Linked DNA regions of Sus scrofa: region 2 is linked to region 1. The links are chromatin contacts, called in public Hi-C maps. All regions are on one chromosome and are shown on one strand. The core of a region is the stretch at or near the end of the contact, and the rest is flanking DNA. Distances in the headings are between cores, read along the strand shown.

Region 1 (4,931 bases), core at 1,117-3,616:
TGCTGAATTTGAGAAACTGTGGCTTAATCATTTAAAAATGAAAACTCAAAATAAGCAAACACAAAAACTAACCCTCATATCATCTTTAGCCATTCTTCCTTTTTCTTTCTTTTTTTTTTTTTTAAAACCCTCTGGTCTGTGATCTAGGATTATTGAACTATCTAGAGTCTCACTACATAAAACATTCAACTCTGTAATATGATACTTCTTTTTAAAATTCTCATTGAAAGATAGTTCAGACTTTTCTTATGTGTTGCTTCTTATGTGAAGCTTTCTGTCACATTGTCTCCTTATGACTGTCTCTTCGGAAAGATAAATTACACTCTAGACAACCATTGTAGTGTGCCTCTATTATTTATTCTTCAAATTCTGTTGTTTGTTCTCAACTTTTCCCACCTCTGAGCACTTGAGAACAGAAGCTGGACTCTACTCATCTTTAAAAGCTCAGTCAGAGAGTCCAAGAGGGGTGGTTGAACAAAAGTCATCATCAGTGAAAGTCTCGGGAAAGGAGCATCCTTGGGTTAACTACTCACTTACCGGTGCTTTGTTTATCTTTCAGATATTTTGATGAAGTGCGAGTTATGTTCAATAGCCCATGATATCACTTTCTAGTCCACAACACTTCCCTGAGCTTCATTATTGGCATATACATGTATAATTAATTACTGTCACCGTCTCCTGGATGTCTTTCAGGTATCTCAAAGTTACTTTCATCAGAACCCTCCCTATGAGTTCCTATTTGGGTGCAGTGGAAAGGAATCTGCCCAGTAACCATGTGGTTGCAGGTTTGATCCCTGGCCTCACTCAATGGGTTAAGGATCTGGTGTTGCAGTGAGCTGTGGTATATGTCGCAGACATGGCTCGGATATGATGTTGCTGTGGCTGTGGTGTAGGCTGGCAGCTGCAGCTCCAAGCTGACCCTTAACCTTATGCCTTGGGTGTGGCCCTCAAAAGCAAGCAACCCCCCCCCAAACACTCCCTGACTTGCCTTTATTATTCTCCTCCCTAACTTGCTTCTTTTTCCAATTACATTGTATCAAGGCTGATATAGCCCTTCTAAACAACTTCTAAACTTTTCTCATTTCCACAACCATTGCTTTAGTTTACAACTTTAACTTACCCCTCATACTGCTTCCAGAAATTATTTTTTAAATGAAAGTCTCTTCTTTTCCCTGGTTAAGTGATTCACTAATTCAATGGCTCCTCATTGCCTGTAATAAAAAAAATATTATTAGTAGTATTATTACTATTACTATTAGACTGGTAATACAAGAATCCTTCAAAATATTATTCTGTGATATTATCTCCCTAGCTCCTTTCATCTCACACCTTCTTATGTACTCCTAGCACACCAAACAATTTGTGGTTCCTTAGAGTACCATGCTTTGTTAAATACCTTCATCTGTGTTGTTTCTCTTGCCTAAAATATTCTTATCTCACGCTCCTTTTGTCATCCACCCATTGTTATCTACCAAGCATTTCTTTTGAAAGTATTCACTTTTTTTTGTCATTTTTCAGGGCTGCACCTGCAGCATATGGAGGTTCCCAGGCTAGGGGTCAAATCAGAGCCAGCCTACACCACAGCCACAGCCACTTGCGATTGGAGCCTCGTTGTGACCTACGCGACAGCTCATGGCAACACCAGATTAATCCACTGAGCAAGGCCAGGGATTGAACCCACGTCCTCATGGATACTAGTCGGGTCTGTAAACCACTGAGCCATGGAGGGAACTCCTGAAAGTATCCGCTTTGATCTTCAGCCTGGATTGGCACCTCCTTTTGGGGTCTGAGCTCATTCTGGTCATGTTCCCAATACAGCCCTTTTCTCATAGTGTTGTCAGTGTCTCATAGTGTTGTCTGTGTCTGTTTTCCTTATTAAACTAAGATCCCAGTAAGGAGAATGCATGGTATCCCTTTCTTCTTATAGAGTCTGACAGAGAAAAGTTGCTAAGCACAGAGTCTTTTGTGTAAAAAGTGTTCAGTAAACACATATTTAGTTAGACTGAATTTTGGATGAGGAATCCACTGGGAATACATCTAGAAAAGGAGTCGTTGTAATATATTCAGTTTATTTCTCATGCATCAGTGTCATTTAAAGGGGTAAAAGCTTACCTCTCCAAAGGGTGAGGCTCCAGTCTTCTACTCTATTAGATTTCATTAGTCTTCATTCCTATGGCTGTTGTATAACTATTCTAACTCACAAAGACACCATTCAGTGACTTTACTGAATGGAATTTAGTTTGGCCTTTAGAAATCTATCATAACTCTTTCCAGCCACTAGGTTATCATTTAGTCAGAGTATTGTGCTAGCAAGTGGTCAGAGAATGAATGAGGAAGTGATGGTGGCCTCTGACGACATTGCAGGAAGCACAGAAATGGCAAGACAGTATCCAAGTGGCCACAAGTGGGAAAGGATAAGTGGGTGTTAGGTGAAGGCCAACAATGATATAATTCACTTCTAGTTTCCAGGCTTTGGCTACTATAAGCATTTTGAAGATTTAAAAATAGATATCATCTGTTCCCTGTCACATTCTCAGACGTGGAAGCCTCCTCCGTCACATTCTCAGACTCTGTGGGTCCTTACAAGACATATAAAATAGAGAAGGGGCATTTAAGTCTGGACAAAATTGAGGCATGAACTAACGTTCCACATTCCAAATGGAAAAAAAAGAAACCTCAAAACAAAAATCACATTACTACACTCTTGCCGACATAGCTGAGGTTAATATTAAAGTGTCACATCAGTTTTATTTTCTCTTTCTGAGAAATGAAGTAGTGGGAAAAGAGGAAATCAAGTTTAGGAAGGTGAGTACATGACTTATAGTTTATAGTTTATAAAAAATATAGAGTATAAAAGCCTTTCTGGAAAAAAATGTTGAAACTGGATTGGGTTATTATAAATTTTGAAAGCAGGTACATTAGAAATGTAATCAAAATGAGAGTCAAGTAGTATTCACCACCCAAAAAGCTTTCATCCAGGGTGTTAAGTGTGTACAAATTTTCACAATTAGATTTCAAGAAAAGAAAGAATAAATGTAATTTGGCTTGTACTCATACTCTGTTGAATTGTATGTCAGATCCAAACTGCACAAATCCTATAGGTTCCTTTTGGGAAAAAAACAGAAACTAAAAGTCTTTTATGTACTATTTAGTCAATACACTTTAAAGTTCAAACATTCAATATTTTATTCAGATGCTTCTTTCTTAGTTTCACTTTGTTATTACAGTATCACCTGAGAAATAACTTATTTTTTTTCAGGAAAACTATGCATATTATTAATTATTTGATCAAAAAGTGTTAAAGTTTTTGTTGAAAAGTTGTGAAAGAAATTCTCTCTCTCTTTTTTTTGTTTTTGGAAATGTGGAAGACAGGACAAAGCTTTTACTATCTTTTATTGTGAAAACATTTAACTTAGTTTACTTTGAATGGTTTATTGAGAAAAATATACTAGAGAAAATTTTTATAACAATGATAGAAACTTGCGTGGGCAAATCAGCAAGTGGCTTTATGCTTTGCTTGCCTCATGTATAAAATGAGTTTGGATTAACTACATAAAAATACTCCAGGCCTTAAAAATTCATTCTGTTATCTTCTTAATTATCTAAAGGAAACATATACACGTATAAAACATAATAAAAGGATATAAACATGTTAAACATAAAAATAATAAGATAACATAAAACATAAGGATACTATAATATCATGCTTTTGAAAAAATAAAAATGTTAAAGCAGTATTTAATTAATTCTTAATTTTGCTTTTGTAGTCAAGATTTTTTTTAATGGATGAGTCGAAGTTTTTATAGATTAGAACTGTTTAAAGAGGTAACCAAATATACATTTTGGCCAGATGCTAGAAGTTTGGGCATTAGCATCAATGCCTAGTTTAAGCTAAGACTGAAGATCACTGTTAGAGAATGAACCTCTGGGGCAATAGAGGAAATCTGGAATTTTATCCATTAATTAATTAATATTAAATTTTCATTGATAACTGTTCATGGTAAATATTCAAATGTGTTAAATCATGAAGGAACAATGGTCTCTCAGCATTGCTGATAACAAATGGCTCAGAGCTTCCTCTAAAATGCATTCATGTTGCTGAGTAAACAGTCAACTGGTGATGATGGAAAAGCTCTACTTTCCTCTAACACCATTGCTTTTTATTCATATTCTTTATTATTTCTAGATAGAAGACACTTTTTTGTGGATGTTGTCAACATGATTTTGGACACTCCCCCCCCACATCTTAGAAATCTTGAGATGTTAAATTAGTGTTTTGCTTTCAGTGTATCACACAGTAAGATATAAAAATTATGAACTGGTACTACTCTTTGAAGGATTCATGACCTAAAAATAAATAACTAAAAAAAGAAATGTAGTTTCTAAAAATATATATTAAATAAATATATATTATATATTAATATTTTCCTAAACATTATATTTTTTTGTATAATCACTTATTTAGAAATACCAAACCCCACAAACTCTGAAAATAAGGGTTTGGTTTTGATTTGTAAACATGTGTAAACATATGGTGGCAAAACATGATCTGAATTGACATAGTGTCATGGTAATCTGTAGTTACTTAGAATAATTTGCATTGGAAAAGTATTAATATTCTTATTTATAGTTACTTCCCTGGATCTACTGGGGATTTTATATAGCAAACATTACATATACCATATTAGCTTTCTAAAAGTTATAAAAATTCTTATTTTTAAATGTATCTAGTCCCATAGTTTTCAGATAAGGTATTCCTTATTCTTAGGAATATTCTGGAGAAGATAATTTTCCAAAAATGTCCTTAGAAAAATTATCTATTCCACATGTCTTTTTTAGACACTTCCCATGAGCTCATCAAGAGGCAGTGCTTAATTTTTTCTTTTGAATTTTGGCATGTTTGTGGCCAAACTAATAACTAATAGAATGTG
Region 2 (4,893 bases), core at 1,456-3,955, 250 kb after region 1:
TAAACCTCCTAGCTCTACTATTCTCTGATGAATGAACAATAAGCAAATGGAGCAATAGGTACAAGAGTTTCTGCCAAATGTTGGAAATAAAGGAAAACTGTGACAGAAAGAGATAGCTAAAGAATAAGGCAGGACCTGAGGGTACCAGTTTCAGGGCAGTGTGTATGAGCCTTGACATCAGAAAAAGGCAATTCCACCACTTGCTCGCGCTGAGATTTGAAGAAATACACCCTTACTCCTTTTCTTCCTTTATAAAATGGAAATAATAATTACACTGAAACATTAGAAGTGTTCTAAGGTTAAGTGAATAATAAATATGAATTTTCCTAGCATGGCTGGAGATATACAGTAGCCTCAAAGAAAAAATATGTTTCCTTTATGCCCCACAGCAAGCCCAGGTGCTGGTGCCCGGCCAATCACAATACCAGCTGATTTCACACTTATCTTCATGGTTTGCTCCTGCTTGGCCAAAAGCTCTGCTAATTCTACTAAAAGCATTTTTCTTTCCAGACCCTTCACCTCTTAGTGCTGTCTCTCTTACACCAGCATTTTATCACTCTGGGAAAGCTGAGGGCTCACGAGCTGCTTGGTGTCTACATAGGATGGAAGCTACGCTGATATCTCAAACTTGTTACCCACTTTTTACCTGTGCCCTTTGCCATGGCTGGCCATGTGACTGCCTTTGGCTAATAGGATGTTAGCAAACCAGCAGAAGACTAACAAGTGTGTATTTGTTATCACTTATTTGTTACCATTTGTTATCGTGTGCCTCTACCATCCCTGTGAGCTATACACGGGCCAGCCTGCTGATGGGAGCAGAGCTGATGCACCCAAGGTGCCCCTGCTTAATCCAGCTCAATTGCTAGCTAAATTCTTATTATCTTGAGCCACTGAGTTTTGAGGACCTGTTATCTGAGCTACTTTAGTTATAAATAACGATGAACTCTGTCAAAGTTGAGCATTTTATCAACTCCCAGTAGGGTCCCAGCGAAGCTTTTCCAGCCTCTTGCTGAAAATTAGTTACAACTTTTCCATTAAAAACTCCTAACTCTCTTCTGCCACAGAAGAAAGCAGAGCTTTGCTCAGAAGAATGGAAGCAGGTTACTGCCCCCAACCCCCCACCGCAATGAACCCACCCCGGCTGCAATGTTCTCCCTCCCCTTCTCCCTCTCCCGTTAAGGGCTGGAGGGGGGGGGAATTAACTCAGCCCAGAGGTCATTTGCAGATCAAACATTTCTGTCTCTCAGTTCTAGGATGGTTGAGTGTTAGGCTTAAAGACTCAACAACACTCTACTCTCTTTTGGTAGAAAGCCAGAGCATAGCATAGCATACACCCTCCTCTTGAAACTTTATTAACTTCTTTAACCTCACACACTGCAATATAAACATATGAATAAACTCCCATTAAGGCTGGGAGCATGTCCTTGGTTCTGGCTCCTCACCTACTTGAGAGCTTTCAGTTACCAGGTCCTTTTGCCCTTGGGCTCCAAATGTCTGGGAGATTTTCAGAGAAGAACACAATTATTTTACTGGGGCTGCTGCGGGACAGCTGCAATCCCAGAATGTTCCACTGTGGGAATCAGTAAAGCCAGTGCATGAAGTTACCTGCCCTTCACTGACCTTAATCTAAAATGTTGCAGGCAACGCTGTCATTTAAGCACTTTGACTGGAGCAAATTCCAGACTTTTGTCTGCTTTGCTACAAGGTGATATTATTTTTATACAAAGGGTATGTAGTATAAAGTAGGTGAAATTCTAACCGCTATCTTTGTGACTCTCAAAATGTAGAAATAAAAGGTCAGAAAAATGTCCAAAAAATAATCTTAAAAATATTTTGGCCCATATATGCAATTCTTGGACATCTTTGGGGAGCATGGAAAAGCTGGAGAATGTGCCTCTGCTCCCTGTTCCTCACACTACCTTTTACCTTCCCCGTCTGGGCTACCAATACCCACCATCAGCGCAATAACTCAATAATTACCTTAGATATATTTACAAACTCTGTGCCTTTGTTTCTGTTATGACAGGCCTTTTAGTTAGACATTCTGCTATTTAAGTAATGGTAGCTTTGCTTGGTAGGTGAGAGAAAAGTCACTTGATTTTTCTTTAAAAACTAGGTTAATATCTCCTAGATTAACAGAAATTTTGAGGCTAGCATCCTTTTTAGATTTGAAAAGGAAAGTGGGATTTGTAAAAATGCCCTTAACAACAGCAGCAAAATTCTTAGACTGAGGTCAGAATATTATCCCCCAGTTACAAAGACTAAAGCTTAAACTTGGAAGCTCTCTCTCTCATACACATAACACACAGAACCAATCTGACGTGTCCTAGATCTTCTTGGCCTGTCCTTAAATAGAACCCCAGTACCCAGTATACTGAGGTTGAAAACAGACCAAGATCAAGATCAAGTCTAAGATTTTGTTTCTAAATTTTTTCTTGAATTGGTATCCTTCTCCCTGTGTCTCACTTATGAGTTGTTGGAACAAGCCTACAAAGTGGTGACTACAGTAACGATTAACCTATTTTCTTTATTTTTGAGTTGCTGACAGTGTGACTTCCCCTTCCTCTGCCCCCTTCCTTTTTTTTTCTCAATCTTTTTCTCCCTTTCCCTCAAGCAAAGGCGTTTCCTTCCCAGGAATTGCTTCTGCTACTGTTGCGGTTCCTCCTGGTCTTGCCTTCTGGAATGTTTTGTGAAATGCCAGACACGATGACTCAGGGAGAACAGGGGAAAAAAGTCCGCGAGTCCCCTGGTCTCACATAGTACATGTAATAGAATACTTATTAAGGAGAATTTGCTTTCCAAGTAACCCGAATAATATGCTGATCTTTTCCACTACCAGGAGCAATACCAGGAGAACACGTAAATGATGGACGTGAGCATGAAAATGTCCCGGTGCCTGAACTCCTGGGAGGAATGTAGACGTGGGCTGGCACAGGCTGGCTGGAAGCTGATGCACATTTAGGCCCCAAAACAGTATGAGCTTGGTCTGAGGAATGAAGCCAAATAAGCTACATGCTTGAGAGATGTGTGCTTTTCATTTAGTGCAAACATGCCCTTCAGTTCTGTCAGTGTAATTTTCAGTGTATCATTTAGTATTTGAAGTTTTGCCTCAGATGCAAAGAATCCTCAAGGATGGAAACTCAACGATTCCAGAAATCCCTTGATCTCAGTTTCCTTATTTTCATGCTTCCAGAAACATTTCCCTCTTGGGTGGAGACTCAAAGGGGGCCAGGAACAGGGAGGGACAGCAAGGGTTAGGGGTGAAGGGAGGGGCGAAGGAGGATAAAAAGATGAAGAAAACAAGAATTTCCATCAATAGACCTTGTTTTTACCAGGCTTTTGACTAGGAACTGAAAAATCACTGGGAAGTAAAAAATCACTAGGAACTCACTTTATGGTTTTAATTTATCAAAGTAATTTTATTATTGACAATACACACACATACACACACACACACACACACACACACACACACACACACACATATTTGCTTTTTAGGGCCACACCTGGGGCATATGGAAATTCCCAGGTTAGGGGCAGAATTGGAGCTGTAATTGCTAACCTAATCACAGCCACAGCAACACCAGATCCAAGCCGCATCTGTGACCACAGCTCATGACAACGCCATGGATCCTTAAGCCACTGAGCAAGGCAAGGCCTCATGAATACTCTCAGATTTGTTTCCTCTGTGCCACAATGGGAACTCCCCAGAGATATTTTTTTAATTTGCATAATGTCAAAATCCTAAAGGGAGAATCATGGAATAATGGGTAGATCTATGGGATCACCCACTCCCTTCCAAGGGGCATGTATTACTGGGTCCCATGAGAGCAAAGCTGAGCAAAGGAGCTTTCCTTTTCACATCCTACCTGAGGATGAAGGTCTCCATTTACTCATTCATGGAACTAGGGGGTTGGACTAGATATCTTCCAAGATGACTTTTCCTTTGATATTCTCTGGTTTTGTGAAACACTACTGATGAGTCTTTCCCCTTCCATACAATGCATGTATCCTTCTGTGTGGAAATATCCAACTTCCAGAAGTTGCTGTAATAGAATCAAGTTGTTGTCCTCAGAACAGCCTGTAAATATTTAAGTATATTGTTATAGATGTGGGTATTCTTGTTGTAACTATTTCAAATTCTTCATGGGTAAATCTGGAGGAGAAAATAATAAAACAAAGATACACGCTTCACCAGTTTGCAGTGGAGATAAAAAGAAAAGCCTGGGTTCAAGTAGTAGTCCTTAACGGGAAGAGTAAGATCATATTGAGATAATTTACTGACAATTTCCAAGGAATGTATGAAATGACTTGCAGAACAGGTGAGGAATACCTGTTTCAAGAAAAAGCAATAAACAGCCCACAGGGGTGCAACCTTGCCAGGTGGCTCAATAAATGAATGGATTTGGTAAAAATGTTCCTTTTCTGGAACATGTAGACAGGGAGTCAGACAGAGAATACAGTCAAATGAAATGTGTCACCACCAGAAATATAAGCTGGGTTTTGGGTCTGGGGGTATATCTCACTCACTAGGGGTGGTCAAGGCTTCACACAATCTGGACACGGTGGACCCCACCAGGAGGCCTGGCTAAAGGCACAGGATGGAGCATGCATGCTGGACTTCAACTGAAACCCTGCAGCCCTCTAGCTCCCATTCCTTCTTTGAAGATGAAGATACAGAACGTCAGAGATGTTACCCTTTGGTAAGAAGGCTTTGCCAAAAGATGTTGACTAATTAATTACTAAATTGTGACTTCCAGACGCAGGCTGGTTTGAAAGCTTTAAAAATAGTGTCGGGACTAAGCTAAGTACTTGGAGGTCATTCTTTACACTTCGAGGAAAATTTTAAAACTATTTTCCCCCTCTGCTCTACTGTACATTTAACTTCCCATC

The links. Hi-C and Micro-C count contacts between places; a contact is called where the count stands out from the background.
Region 2: a Hi-C map of embryonic fibroblasts shows a contact between it and region 1, with 1.9 times the contacts expected there. The contact joins two enhancer-like sites. A contact is called at or near these places in 4 of 47 Hi-C or Micro-C datasets (adipocytes, embryonic fibroblasts and fibroblasts).

Annotation. Positions count from the first base shown.
Region 1 is chr1:91,112,150-91,117,080 of Sscrofa11.1, forward strand. No RefSeq gene overlaps it. Among named protein-coding and RNA genes, the nearest start is that of COL12A1, 370 kb to the left of the region's middle. Within about 2 kb of position 2,367, at least 4 of the 83 cell types and tissues checked have an H3K27ac peak or open chromatin away from gene starts, as enhancers often do. A contact at or near this core is called in embryonic fibroblasts, where this site is marked.
Region 2 is chr1:91,359,681-91,364,573 of Sscrofa11.1, forward strand. No RefSeq gene overlaps it. Among named protein-coding and RNA genes, the nearest start is that of COL12A1, 620 kb to the left of the region's middle. Within about 2 kb of position 2,706, at least 7 of the 83 cell types and tissues checked have an H3K27ac peak or open chromatin away from gene starts, as enhancers often do. A contact at or near this core is called in embryonic fibroblasts, where this site is marked.